3 separate regions of the Mus musculus genome follow, and all the other regions are linked to region 3. A link is a contact called in public Hi-C and capture Hi-C data. All regions are on one chromosome and are shown on one strand. Each heading gives the region's core, a stretch centred on a gene start, on an enhancer-like site or on the middle of the called end of the contact. The rest is flanking DNA. Distances are from core to core; before and after follow the strand shown.

Region 1 (5,042 bases), core at 122-2,621, 680 kb before region 3:
GAGTACTGAGGTTAAAGGCATATGTCACCACTTCCTGGTGGAGCTGATATTAGCCTCTTAATGGTGACACGTGGCTTAAGTGAGATGAATTCCTTAGCGCAGAGCCCGTGGCTGACAGTAGGGTGCAATACACGATTCATCTTCACTTCTCCCTGCTTTCTCTTCCTCCCTTCCCTTCTCTGGAGGCTCACACATTCATCTTGTAAAGGGTGGTGTCTATTACAGGCACAAATTCATCGCGCCGGTGAACTAGTTTCTAAATGATGGGTGTTTAAACCCTTCTCAGGAACTGGAAGGAGTGTGTGTGTGATATCTGTACAAATATGAGTATATCAGTGTGTGTATGTAAGCCTATGAGTGTGTGCCTTTGAGTGCGCCTGCAGTGTATGTGTGTGTGTGTGATATGTGAGTGTGTGTGTGACAGTGTGCATGAAGTGTGTATATGGATGCATATGAATATGTATCTGTATGCTTGTGTGGGCCAGAGGTCAACTCTGTCTTCCTCTTTCACTCTCCACCTTATTTTTTGAGACAGAGTCTCTCACTGAACTTGAAGTTCATCATGTTGAATAGACTGGTCAGCAAGCCAAAGACTCTTCCCCCCCCCCTTCTCTCTGCCCTTCCCCCTCTTTTTCTCCCCTCCTCCCCTTTTTTGAGACAGGGTCTCTCTCTTTAGCTCTGGCTGTCCTGGAACTCACAATGCAGACCAGGCAGGTCTCGAACCCACAAAGGTCAACTTGTCTCTGCCTCCTGAGTGCTGGGATTACAGGCCTGAGCCACCATGCCTGGCTCACAGAGAACTGGGGTGCATCAAAGTTCCACCTCACCCTGGGAAACTGAGGCACAGAGGTCAGATTTGGCCAAGATCAGAGACAGGGAAAGCAATGGAGGCTTGACTTCAAAACTCGGGGTCTTTGGTCTTAAATTCTGTTCTAGCTCCATGGAGATGCCCTGGTTTGCTTTCTGAAGGGGGGTGCGATCCTGGTGTTAGCAGGGAAAGGTCCAGTGCAGCAGAGAAGGATGGGTCAGAGGAAAGGGGAGGTTTAATCCCACAAGTGCCCACAAAGCACCTTCTTCATAAGCTGCTGGGAGACCTGATTGCTCTGGTAGTTCTCTTCCTTGGTCTAGAATACCGGTTCGCTTTCCCCATGAAAGGTTGGAGGGGTCGCCGTGAGAGAAGTCCTCCCTACAGGACACTCAGAAGGAAGGGCCAGCAGGCTTAGCGGAGTAGAGGATGCTGGTGAAGCTGTGTTTCCACCTCCCAGGGAATGTGGGGAGACTGACAAGTCTAGGAAGAGGAGCTGTTGGTCTGGCTGCACCAGCTGAATAGGAAGGAACCCAAGGAAGGCCAGAGTTAGCCTGTAGGGGGCCAGGTAGGATGCTGCTCGCTGTGGAAGCAGCAGCAGATGGAAGCCAAGGCCTGAGGACAGTTTCCGTGGAGCTGGGAGCCCTGAAAGTCTCACAAAGGTGATGCACTGTGGGGGATGGGAGGTGGCTCAGAACCAGAAGCAAGAAGCAGAGGAGAGGCCCGAGGTCTGTCCTTAGGTCTCTGGCCCAAGAAACCCAGCCCAAGTTCAGACCATGGGGAATGGAACATTCAAGATGGCGGCCTTACAGACTCAGGGATGAGGCAGAGTTGGCTAGGAGTGACCTTCATCAATGTCACAAGAAGAACTCCACTCAGGGACAGAGAGCCAAGACCACTGACCGACTGCCTCTCCTCATCTCTTGTCTTTTGAGCCCTAAAGTTCGATCAGACCGGATCAAGCCACAGGCTCTGTGTGCTCAATCTTTTCCTCTCTAGCCACAAAGAGACAAGTGAACGCTGAAATAATTAAAACCTAAGAGCGGAGGTGGGGGCGGGGCGGGGGCAGGGGGCGGGGGGGGGGGGGACGGGCCGGGGAGAGATTTCCAGAGGGGCGCGGGATGCCGCTTGGAGTGGTTGGCTAGAGATAACCAACAGATGCGATCCCGCAGATAAGCGTAGCAACTTAGATAAATCTCGGGCTTTGGAACTGGTCGTCTGCGTCCTCTCTCCTCCTGTCTGCCTTTTTTCAATTTTATCTCTGAGCCAAGGGAGGGGGAAGGGAGGGCAGGGGGCTCAGAGGGGTGAGGCAGCAGGAGGAGGGGAGGGCAGGGAGGGGGCCAACTTCATCTTCGGGGCGGGGGGGGGGACCTCGGCTTTTCTTTTTAATGTGTTTTTCCCAGAAGGTGGGAAAATGCCAGCACACACCCGGAGAGCCAGAAGACGGCCTATGTTTTTTAAAAAGCGGCGGACAAAAAAATCAAAATATTTGAAAATGTATTTCATGGTAATTATGTCATATTTCATGGGCTGGTGCCACTACTGAAAGAGAGGCTGAATGCCTTAATTTGTATAGAAATTGTAATCATTTGTTCATTTCAAGGTGAAAATTGCATTTTTTAATTTAAATTGTATCCTGCGCGATGGTCTATTATCTAGTAAAATTGTCCCCATGTATGAATGGTGCCTATGCAGCTGCAATGCTTGTCACAAATCCACTTATATTCATAAAAAGCAGGTGGACATCTTGGGGAAATGGAAGCCCTGGTTGCGCGTGTGCATGAGGAAGCGCGTGCCCGCTGTGGCGCGAGTACGCGCGTGCGTGCTCTCTCTCTCCCCTCCCCCTCCTGCCTCCTCCCCCCTGACATCTGGAGGTGTGCTGAGCGGATGACAGCTAGTTGTCCTACAAAGGATAAAGTCCCGCCTCAGACCTGGCCTCTGTTAATGGGCCTGACAAGTCTCTGACTCTAGATCCCACTGTGTGATCTCCTCTCTGGACCCCACTTCCTTTTCTAGGCCTGTATGGTAAAGATCCTGGCTCCAGGGTCCCAGTGTTTCAAAATGATCTCCCTTGCCACTGGCTAGCTGTGGGGTCTCATACGATGGTTTTACTCTGTGTGTGTCGGTGTGAACCCACGCTGTATGTGTGTGTTCACGGGAGCTGTGTGTGTGCGTGTGCACATGTTTGTGGAAGACAGAGGTGCATATAAGTTGTCTTAGTCACTCTCTACTGTAATTTAAAAAACACTTTTGATTGATTCTTGGTGAACCTCACGTCATGCACCCCAATCTCACGCAGCTCTCTTGTCCCCCAACATCTACCCTCTGCCCTTGCAGCCTTCCCCCCCAAAACAAACATCTCACCGTGATAGCTGCAGTGTGTTACCATGTGTCACACAGTATACTCTTTTGCCCAGACAGCATTCCTGTAAATGTTTATGGCAATACCTCATTGGTCTGGTCCAAGGCGTGGCAATGCGTGGGCCTCTTGGTTCTACTGCAATTTTTAATTAATTGTATGTGTGTGAGTGTATGTGTGTGTGTGTGCGTGTGTGTGTGTGTGTGCGTGCATGTGTGTGTTGAGCAGATATATGTGTGTGTACAGGTACACATGCACGTGCAGGAGGTATATGTGCAGAGGCACAGGTGTGCACAGGCACATGTGTGCACAGACATGAGTATGTATGTACAGGTGTGTAAGTGTGCACAGACATGTCTATGCATGTGTGTGTGTGAGTGTGCACAGCCACAGGTGTGCACAGGCACGTGTATGTGTGTGCAGGTATGTGTAAGTGTGCTTATGCTCACAGGTAAAGCTCTTAGATGTGTGTTCTCTCTTGCTGCCTTGTGGGATCTGGGAACACAGCCGTGTCCACAAGTCTCCACCTGTCCAGCCTTCTCACCAGCCCTGCACCTAACTTTTTGAGACACAGCCTCTCACTGAATCTCTGGCTCACCATTTTGGCTAGAGCAGTTGGCTGGTGAGCTAAGTAATCCTCTTGCCTCTGCCCCGCAGCTCCCCGTGCTGGGATCACAGATGCACAGCGCCATACCCAGCTTTTACATGTGAGCTCAGGTCCTCGCCCTGGAGCAGCAAGCCCTTTCCAGGCTGAGCCACCTCCCAGCCTCCTTAACTTCCTTATGGTACTCTCTTTTAAAGGTGAGGTAACAATAAAATGTATATGCACACATCCTTCTGCCATGGCCATACAACCAGATGGCGTTTCTTTTTCATCATCTTCTTTTCTCTTTCCTTTGTTTATTTGAGACAGGGTTTCTCTATGTAGCTCAGGCTGTCCTGAAACTCACTCTGTAGATCAGGCTGGCCTTGACCTCAGAGATCCACTTGCCTCTGCCTCCTGAGTGTTGGGATTAAAAGCGTGCACCACCACCTCCTGGGTTCCCAGGGAGTGTTTCTAACCATTGAAAAACAAGCCACACCCATACAGCAGCTCAAGGCTGTCTATAAATCCAGGTTGGGGGATCCAGCGCCCTCTTCTGGCCTCCACAGGCAGTGCACTCATATGCTGCACATACATTCAGAGAAAACACCCTTGTATGTAGAATAAAAGAAACAATGAAAAGAAAAGGAAGGTATTGCTGGCACACAGTGTGCTCTTGGGCCTCTGGTGGTTGCTCTTCTAGAATGGCAAAGCTGAACAAGACAGCCTAGTCACAAAGCCTACAATATTCACTACCTGGGTCCTTGGGAAGAAATTTTCTAGCCCTTGAAATAGTGCAAACAAAGGGTGTAGCCCAGTGTCAGCCCATCATGTGAAAGAGTTGGGGTGCCAGAAGAAAAATCAGCCCTGAGGGTGATGTGTCAGGTACCAAAAGTCACTGTCAGTTAATCATCAAAGGTACAGAGAATTTCCTTGAGATTAAAGGTAGAATTAGGATACCCCTACCCAGAAGAGCTCTACTCAGAATTTTCTGGAAAGTTCTCTGGCTTTGTTTATTTGAGGATGAGATACATTTGTTGTTTTAGTTTGGGTTTTTAATGTGAAGAGACAGCATGACCATGGACACTCTTATAAAGGACAACATTTCAGTGGGGCTGGCTTACAGGTTCAGAAGTTCAGTCCATTATCATCAAGGTGGGAAGCATGGCGGTACTCAGGCAGGCATGGTGCTAAAGAAGGAGCTGAGAGTTCTACATCTTTATCTGCAGTCAGCGAAAGGAGACTGTGTGCCATGCTGGATATAGCTTAAGCATATATGTGACCTCAAAGCCTGC
Region 2 (4,875 bases), core at 176-2,675, 520 kb before region 3:
GACAAGGGGCCTCTCAAAGTTATTCTCTGGGCTGACAGAGTTGTGGATGGTCTTGGATGATTATCAATGTCCTCGAAGTCTGAAACCCTGGGGTGCAACAAGCTGGGGTTGGGAGAGGGGAGTTTGGGCTGCTGTGTTCAGGAGGCTGGGCTCGGATAAAAGGACTTCAGAAGGGAAAGAATTCGGGCTGAAGTCATAACAGGCCCGAGATCTCAGCCTCCCAAGGCCTGTGGTCTCCCATCCTTAAAACAGCCCTGGCTGTCCCTGCCCTCAACTTATTCTAAGACTCAGATGGGAGACAAGAATTCTCAGCCTTATGCTGCTTAATCTCACATGTCCCATTGGATGCTCAGGAACAGGTTTGTCCCTGTGTCCTTAAAGGACCACAGCATTCCTGCTCCCCAGCTTCCTGAAACCTCCCTACTGTGTGGAGGGCAGTCTCTCCAAAGTGAAGGCCAGGCCAGGCCAGGCCAGGACAAGATCTCTCAGTCACTATCTTCCAGCTGTGCACAACGGACAGGTCTCCTCGTTCGTCTCAGTCTCTACTTTTGCCCAGTGGAGATACCAGGCCTGAGTGTGGTGTGAGTGCCAGGATTCTAGTGCACATCACATTCGTGACTAAACTCCTCCTGTGGTCAATTTCAGCAATAAGATCATCATCTGCATGATTATGGACCCAGGGTCAAGTCTGACTGTGTCTTTAAGGCCAGCATTCAGGAGGTGGAGGCAGGAGGATCAGGAGTTCAAGGGCATCCTTAGTTACCTCGTATGTACTTGCACACACAGTTGGGACATGCCACCTTTGATAAGCAGATTGTTGGAGACTCCAGGTGCTGGATGGATGTACCCCTTCACGTGGGTGGAAGGATTATGGAGACAGATAATAAGTCCATGGAAACAGTCGCTTAAGTGTGGCGACTTTTTCTACCCCAATTCAAATCACTTGAAAGGATACAACCAAGAGAAAGTTCCTTCATTGGCCTCACAGGATGATTTCTTCCCTGCCCTGGCCCCCCTTTCCCAGACACTTGGTCCCAGGCCCTCTTCAGCCCTGTACTCTGGCTTTTCTGCCCCTGAGCACTGCAGACCTCCAGGTGGCCCTATGTGGACAGCAGAGGGAGTTCCTGGCATTAGGATGGAACAGAGAGTGCCTGGTCACTGAATGGGGCTGGGGATCAGGAAATGGGAGGGATCCAATGTGAGAGACACCAATTGGCAACTGCTCTGGTGTGTGTGTTTGTTGGGGGGAAGGGCCAGGCCAACAAACATGTGGTCTTGCCTGTTACTGGTTTTTGTCTTTAATGATTGACATCCTAGAGCCTCCCTCTTTGGCTAGATGGCTGGGACAGGTCCCTGTGTCCTTCTGTAACACAGATGGTGAGTACTGGCCTCTCTACATGGAGAGGGAACTCAAACATGGAGCCCTGCTCCCAGACACCTGACCTATGTCATATAGGTCACATATATTTCCAGAGTTGTCTGCAAGGCCCTGTATATCCTGTCTCTGAGACACTAGCTAGCACGAATGCAGCCCTTGTCTCCTCTGGGCCACGTCCACTGTCCTGCCAGCTGCATCAGGACACCAAGTGGCAGGTGGATGGCGTCATTCATCTGTGAGTCTAAAGGTTAATTTAAAAGTCAGTGGCAGGGAGATGGCCTCCTCCACCTGACTCAGCTCACAGCCCATCAGAAGGGTCACCGCCAGAGTGCTCCTCTGTGGCTGGATCCCAGGAGCCCTCCCATGGCAGCCTGGACCCCTGTAACTACCCTCTCGCTCTGTACGTGACCTTGACTGAGCTCCTTCCCATCCAGGTCTTAGGGCAGTGGCCCAGGTTTCCCTGAGTGTCCTCCCAGCCTGGACCCTTTAAGGCTGCATCTCTCTGTTCACTGGCCGTATTGTCCTGCTGCTCTGGCACCCTGGACCCTTTGCACTGTTATGACTAAGCTTTTGCACTTGCAACACATCCTGCTTGGGTCACCTCCTTGTCACCTGCATCTACCTTTCGGGGAGTAGTGATGACTTTTCTCCTTGTTGTAATGAATTACCTGATCAAAACAACATCAGAGAAGTCTTTATTCTGGCTCACAGTTCCAGGGTGTCATGGGGAGGAAGTCATAGTGGAGGGCCTGTGTGGCAGCTGGTCACATTGTATCCATAGTCAGGAGACAGAAAGTAATGAACCATTATTATTAGTTACATTGTATCCACGGTCAGGTGACCAGTGATTATTGGTTACATTGTATCTACAGTCAGGTGACCAGTGATTATTGGTTACATTGTATCCACAGTCAGGAACCAGAAAGGGATGAACAGTGCTTAATCGTTCTCCCTTTTGTACAAGCTTGTGGGATGGTGCTGCTCAAAGGCAGGGTGGACCTTACCTCTTTGGTTAAGATTTTGGAAATACCTTCATAGTCACATCTGGAGGTATGTGTCCCTGGTGCTTCTAAATCCCACCAAGTCTACAACTGTGATTTAACTACCACCACCTCATCCCTTGTTAATGTGATATCCAAATAAAAATTTTGTTTGAATAATATTCCACCCATCTCCCCAAAGCCTGGGTTCATCTCATATTCAAAATGTGTTCATCCTAATATCAAAGGTGTCCTTAGTCTTTAAACAGTCCGAACACTGTTTAAAGTCTAAAGTCTCTTCTGAGACTCAAGGCAATTCTCAACACCGTGAGAGCGTGGTAAATCAAATACCTATCTCTAATGAACGATGATGCAAAATGGACATGCCCATCCCAGCAGGAAAGAAGGCAGGCACAGCAAGACTAAACCCATCAGGACAAACACCAAATCCTGCAGCTCTGTGTCAGGCACCTGAGACTCATGATGGAATCCCCTGGGCTCCTAAGGGCTTTGGTAGCTCTGTGTCTCTGGCTCTGCTGCCTGCAGAACACACAGCGTTTCTCTAGAACTGGCTCCTCTCCACGGCTGTAGGTTACCCATAGTTCCAGCATCTCCAACATTGTAGGGTCTCCATTGCAACTTAGGGGATCACCTTCAGAGATTCACACAGTGGCCTCTCAGATCTTCCTTTCAGAGACTCCACATTGCCCTGCTTCAGCTGCTTTCTGGAATGCTACCAAGTTCTGCTGCTCACTTGAGAGATAGGTTGAACCCTTGGACCACAGCTAAAGTGGCCTCTGTATGTCTTGGTGGTTGAATCTTTAAGAACACTTTCCCAGACATTTGTTTTGTGAGCAGAGCACCCCTTCCATGGAATCCTCACGACAAATTTCTCCATTTATACACATTTGTATTTTCATGAGTTGGAGTCTTTTATGGTTGATGGATGAAGTCTTGATCTCAGATACCCCAGTGTAGAATAGGTGGAGTCTCTACCAATCAGTTCTGCTTTGTCACCTACTTATCTGTTGCTTTGAACTCTCTTGTCCTTTGTCAACTTGAGCAGGGTAGAGTCATCTGAAAGGAGGAAACCTAAACTGAGAAAATGCCCCCATAAGATCAGGCGGTAGGCAAGGCTGTAGGGCATTTTCTTCATTTGTGATTGGTGGGGAGGACCCAGCCTATTGTGGGTGGGGCCATACCTAGGTTGGTGGTCCTGGGTTCTATAAGAAAGCAGACTGGGCAAGCCATGAAGAACAAGCCAATAACTAGCACCTTTCCATGGCCTCTGCATCAGCTCCTGCTTCCAAGTTCCTGCCCTATTTGAGTTCCTGTTCTGACTTCCTTTAATGATGGCGTATGATCCCTTTCCTCCCCAAGTTGCTTTGGTTATGATGTTTCATTACAGCAACAGAAACCCTAACTAGGAGCAGAAGTGGCATATTATCATGCCAGACCTGGCCATGTATTTCGGGAGGACCATGGAAGGACTTTGGAAAGCCATTAAGTGTTCAAAGCTTGGTGAGATGTCCCGAGGGAATCTTGAAAGATAAGACAATTGAGATTGCTGCAGATGAAGGAGGCCTGGCTTGTGAAGTTTTAGAGGGAAGCTGAGACCTCTTTAATGACCCTATTGGGGTCACTTGCTATTTGACTTCTGGTTAGATGGGGCTGAAGAATCAGCTGTGATTAAGGAGAAACTAGGGTCTCTCCTGGATATGGTAGTGCATGCCTTTGGTTCCGGCATTTGGGAGGCTGAGGCAGGTGGATCTCTGTGAATTCAAGGCTACCTTTTTTTTTTTTTTACAAAGTGAGTTCCAGAACAGCCAAACCTTTCCACAGAGAAAACCTGTCTTGAAAAACAAAACAAAACAAACAACGAAAGAAAGCAGCATCATTAAGGTGAAGTCTTCTGGGAAGTGTTTCTTCAAGGTCAGCACATGAAAACAGTGTTCTAGAGGCAGCCAAAGTTATACCTTGTGCTAGCAGCCGAACCTGGTGGTAAGAGTCACCCAGGTGGTACTGGTTTTGAAGGGGTAAAGGGATCATCAAGAGAAGCTGGGGCGTGGCACTGTGAGAGGCCAGAAGAGGCTTAGTGGTGCAGGTGCAGCCTCAGTAGCAGTTGAAGGCGGGGAATGAAATGGGTCATGCAGAGAAGCTGAGATTTAGTACCATGGAGAGAGCCCAGGAGAGGCTATTGGTAAGTGCAACTTAGTTGCTGCAGAAGACCCAGCATTTCAGGGATGTCAGCACCATGGGATGACCACCAAGGACAGTAGCAGCAGTGGAGTGGAGCCAGCTAGAGCTTGGATGACAAGCCATGTGTGCTGCAGAGGTGGAGCCGGAGAAATGACGCATGCCCTTTGGATGACCCCAGAGGATCGTGGTTGGATCCCAGACATTGTAGGTTGTTATTTACGCTGTTGGAGTTTGATTTTGCTTTGTTCAGATTGTGATGGTGCCCTGGTTCTTCCCTCTTGAAATAAGAGAGTATTCGACTTAGTTTTGATTTTACAG
Region 3 (4,432 bases), core at 160-2,659:
TGAGTGACCAGGCCCTGGCAACTCAGGGTTAGGTTACCTCAAACTTTCCCTGTTCCAATGAGGTCGCAGTTTCATAAATGTTTATAGTCACAGAAGAAAGCAAGCCATAAAACAACACACTTTGCACACATTGGTTGGTACCTTAGGTAGGTGAGTTACTGAAACATTGGGAGACTCAGTTATCGACTTTAAATGCTGTCTGACATAGTCACAGTCCTCTGGTGAGAACCAGGGGTCTCTTCATACATTCCAAAGGATTTTTCCTAACAGTCATAAAAGATGTCAGGTCTTGTACACCAGAAGCCATACATGCCTATTAAGGGGCCTAAGCTATTCCAAGATAATGGCTCTTAACCTGCAACATTCCAACCTCTCCAGATTGTTCGGATTCTAGCCAGTCACTCGGCTTTTTTAGACAACAGGTTCTTGCCAGGAATTCTAGCTGTCACAGATAACTGAGCCTGGGTGCCTGCTGTGGAGACATCTGAACTGAGAAGATATAGCTGATTAATCGATGCTGTACCCTCCTCGTCCACACAGAAGACGATAATGACTCAGCTAAAAGGATGTGGCTAGGGTGAGGTATGGACTCAACTCGTGCTCTGTGGGTGGCTTTGCTGTGCACACACAAAGGCTGTGAGTGAAAGTGTGTGTTCTCCTGATGAACTAACCCGCAGCCATCTTGGTTGCTGTTGTATAAAAAAAACAGCAACTTGATGCGATTCAAACTGACCCTTCACCTCCCTGCGGCTCAGGTTCCCTTTCTTAGGGTGTTGGGGTGTGTGTGTGTTTGTATATATGCATGAGTGTATGTGTGTGTGTGTTGATACGCATCCATGTGTTGATGTGTGAGTGTGTGTGTGTGTGTGTGTGTGTGTGTGTGTGTGTGTGTGTGTGTGCTGGTGTGTATCTATGAATGTGTTAGCCAGAGGTCCAGACCAGGCTCCTTCCTCAGGAGTCTACCTCCTTTCGGGAGACTGTCTCCCTGGTACCTGACTTGCCAACTTGGGTAAGGGCTGTCCAGTGAGTCCCAGGGGTCTGCCCCTCCTCTGGTTCCTCAGCTCTGGGATATGAGCAAGTGTTCAGGTGTGCTCTGGGGATGAACTGAGGTGCTCGAGCTTGTACAATGAGCACTGTCCTGACCTCAGCCTCTCTTCTCCCCCAGCCTGTCCTGACTGGAAGACAGCTGCTCCACCAGAGATCACTGATTGACTTGCTGAGGGGAGGGGGAAGGGAGGGGAGTGAAGGGGAGGGGAGGGGGAGGGGAGGGGGAGAGAAGGGGGAAGGGGAAGGGAAGGGGAGGGGAATGGGACAGGAAGCGCTCACCAGCTGCTGGAAACTGGAGCCCAGCCCTTGTCTCCTAATGTGACAGGAAATGGGCTCAGGCAGTGTGGCCTGCCGGCTGCCTTCCCAGAGCCAGGCCTGCTTTTCTCCAACTCCCTGGCCCTCTACAGGGAGAAGACAGAGAGGGCCCAGGCTGTGTCCCCAGAACCGCTGGACCTCTAGCCCCTCCTGCCGGAAGAAGGTGGCTAAGGACATCCCTCCTTGTTGAAGCAGCCTCCTCCCAGAGGCCTAGTTTGGTAGGACGGGTCCACCAAATGGCTCAATCCCCTCTGGGTTTTTGTAACACAAACAATCTTAGACAATCTCCTTGGCAGAGGGGGTTGGGGGAAAGGGGATAATCTGTGTGGTGTGAAGAGGAGAATGCTCTGAGCAGAGCCTCACCCCATTTGCATTTCTAAGTGAGAAACTGAGCAGGGGAGGGGGGAGGGGGCCACCACTCCTCTTGTTAACTCCCTTCTGGCTCTGCAGCTGAGGGAGTCAGCCCAGAGCTCCATCCACCTAAGACCCAAGTCCAATCCCTGCATGGAGGAGTCTGGAGTGGCAACCTCTGTGGACCTCTGTCACCTGTCACCTCCACAGAACAGAGAAGTTACACTACAGGTCCACGGGGAACCTTCCAGAAGGGGCACACTGTAGTTATTAAACCTGGGGAGCCAAAAAGTTTCACTCAAAGTGTGACCTTGTTTGGACCGAGCAGCTGACCTTGAATGTGACCCTTGGCCTCCCTGTGGGGGGTTGAATGAGAAAGGCACCCATTGGCTCATAGATTTAAATGCTTGGCCACTAGGGAGTGGCACTGTTTGAAAAGATTAGAAGATTAGAAGATTAGATTAGTGGCCTTGTTGGAGGGAGTGTGTCACTTGGGGCGGGCTTCGAAGTTTCAGAAGTCCACACCAAGCCCTGTGTCTCTCTCTTCCTGTGACCTGCGGATCTTGGTGTAGAACTCTCACCTACCCTCCAGCACCATGTCTGCCTGCAAACTGCCGTACTCCCACCATGATAACCATGACCCTTAACCTCTGAAACTGTCAGCCAGCCCCAGTTAAGTACTTTCCTTTGTAAGAGTTTCCATGGTCATGGTGTCTCTTCACAGCAATAGAACAGGGACTACGAAACTCCCCATAACTGGTAGGAGGCTTTGGGAGGAACTGGCTCAGCTGCCAGCCTCTGCCTCCCCAGAGGCCTGCCCCAGCATCTCCGGAAGCTGGCCACCTAGGTTTCTGTCTGGGTATCTCTGAGAATTCGAGGTTTACTCCCCTACATTGGGACGAAGGCATCTAATTCCACAAGCTGTAAGACCTGTAGACTCAAGCTCAAATCCGTTTCCAAGGCGGAGGATGTGTCTCGGGTGGTGGAGGATCTCTGTAGCATGCAGAAAGCCCTGGTCTCCATCCCTAGCGTCTTCTGAATCCAGGCTCTAGAATTCCAGCCGTGAGGAGGTAAAGCCAATAGAGCCAGAAGTTCAAGGGTATCCTCAGCTTCACAGGGTATTTGAAGCCAACCTGGGAAACAGGAGATGCTCCCACATTGAAGCAAGTTTTGTGCAAAGAAAGTCCCCAAGGATTACCATTTGCATGCCAACCCCAGCAGTGATGGCGTCATCTCCCGGCTCTTGCTTTTCTTCTCTGTGTGGGGATGATGTCATCTACCTCTCAGAGAGCTCCAGAGAGGGTCACTGAGCAGAGCAGTGGCAGACATTCAGTGACATTCACTGCCCTGGTGGTGACATGCACTGGTGGGGTTCTTGTTCTCACGACCTTGTCACTATATGAATGTGACATGGACCTGTGACTTGCAGCCTAAGGGAGAGGGCGTGGGGGCTACAGGTCACCCCTAAGCTGACTGGAAAGGTCACCAGTGCTAAAGCCCCTCAAACGCTCGGGGCAGCATGGTGCCCACCACAGGATTTTAGGACTGGGGAGGGAGCTGGGTCAGATCCAATTCACAGTCCTCACACCCATTTCTGCTTACAACTGTGTAGACTCCTCCTTTGTGATAGGCTCTGCTTGGCCCTGCAGAACTACTTTCTAGAAAGAGCAAAGTGAACACTACCACCGTGTGTACCAGTGCGCATGGGTGTTGAGTGTGGCTGTGGAATCGATTTCGCCTGGGTCTGTAGACAAAGCAATTTTATGACCATTCCAGAACTCAGCCTCCATGGCATCTTGTGCTTCTGCCCACTCTTCTGCCCTCTGCTAATCTGGGCCAAGAGCAGCAGCCACCAGCCTTTGGCCAAGTCCCAGCAGGAGCCTAAGAGGTGGGCCTGTGCTGAGCCCCAGCCAGAGGCCAGCCTTCTGAGCTGAAGCCAGATAAGTCAATCCCCAACCAGCAAGCCTAGCATCGTGAAGATAGGCACTCATTAGCTGCTGTCTGACTTTCCACATGACCTCTTTGGGGGCCTGATGATGACACTAGTTGGTGACTTAGTGTCAGCAAGATGTAGCACCTCAACTGACAGAATTATCTGGAATCCTCTACCCTCTGCCATACTCAGTGGCCATGCCCAACCGTCTGTAGGTGCCAAGCAACTGAGCATACACTTTCCAGTCTGAAGAAGACAAATGTCTAAGTCACCAGGCAAGCCTGAGCTTCATTGAGAGCCCGGCTCCCTGTCATCTCCCACAAACCCTCATCTCAGCTCATCTCTGAGCTGCGGATCTCTCCTTTGATACCATCCAAAGGATGAGAGGCCTCTGGGACGCTGGTGGCTTGGTTTGCAGCACCCATGGGATCTTCCCTCTGAGAACATGGCCTCCTCTGCTCCCGGGGTGTCAGCCCCTTATGCCAGGACGAGTCCGTGTGAGGTAAGCAAAAAAAACCTAGCAGGCCACTCCTCAGACGTGGACGGGGGGAGCTCAGTGGAACAGGATTTGCTCAGCAGGTGAGGTGCCCAGGTGCCATTAGCAGCACCACAAGAGCAAAGGAAGACAGCCTGATGCGTAGCTTGTGGCACCACACATGTTCTGTGACCAAAGGAGAAAGAGACAAAAGAGAGTACCATGCAAACCTGACCCAGGAAGGTCTTCTGTAGAAACTGGATGCAGAGCAGCCCAAATGACTCCAAAACGAAGTAGACTTGGAAGAGACG

The links. A called contact is a pair of places that touch in the nucleus more often than the background predicts. Capture Hi-C pulls out chosen DNA fragments and counts their contacts.
Region 1: a contact with region 3 is called in a capture Hi-C map of embryonic stem cells, with 4 times the contacts expected there. The contact joins two enhancer-like sites. A contact is called at or near these places in 1 of 115 datasets of contacts at active chromatin or transcription factors (embryonic stem cells) and 1 of 9 other capture datasets (embryonic stem cells).
Region 2: a Hi-C map of the N1E-115 cell line shows a contact between it and region 3, with 8 times the contacts expected there. The contact joins two enhancer-like sites. A contact is called at or near these places in 2 of 15 datasets of contacts at CTCF or cohesin (embryonic stem cells and stem cell-derived epiblast-like cells), 3 of 484 Hi-C or Micro-C datasets (the N1E-115 cell line, cerebellar granule neurons and nephron progenitors), 7 of 115 datasets of contacts at active chromatin or transcription factors (astrocytes, embryonic basal ganglia and embryonic stem cells) and 1 of 9 other capture datasets (embryonic stem cells).

Annotation. Positions count from the first base shown.
Region 1 is chr4:139,723,035-139,728,076 of GRCm38.p6, forward strand. No RefSeq gene overlaps it. Among named protein-coding and RNA genes, the nearest start is that of Gm42334, 9.4 kb to the right of the region's middle. Within about 2 kb of position 1,372, at least 7 of the 459 cell types and tissues checked have an H3K27ac peak or open chromatin away from gene starts, as enhancers often do. A contact at or near this core is called in embryonic stem cells, where this site is marked.
Region 2 is chr4:139,880,841-139,885,715 of GRCm38.p6, forward strand. No RefSeq gene overlaps it. Among named protein-coding and RNA genes, the nearest start is that of Gm1667, 27 kb to the right of the region's middle. Within about 2 kb of position 1,426, at least 1 of the 459 cell types and tissues checked has an H3K27ac peak or open chromatin away from gene starts, as enhancers often do. A contact at or near this core is called in the N1E-115 cell line, where this site is marked.
Region 3 is chr4:140,405,047-140,409,478 of GRCm38.p6, forward strand. No RefSeq gene overlaps it. Among named protein-coding and RNA genes, the nearest start is that of Gm13021, 15 kb to the right of the region's middle. Within about 2 kb of position 1,410, at least 54 of the 459 cell types and tissues checked have an H3K27ac peak or open chromatin away from gene starts, as enhancers often do. A contact at or near this core is called in the N1E-115 cell line and embryonic stem cells, where this site is marked.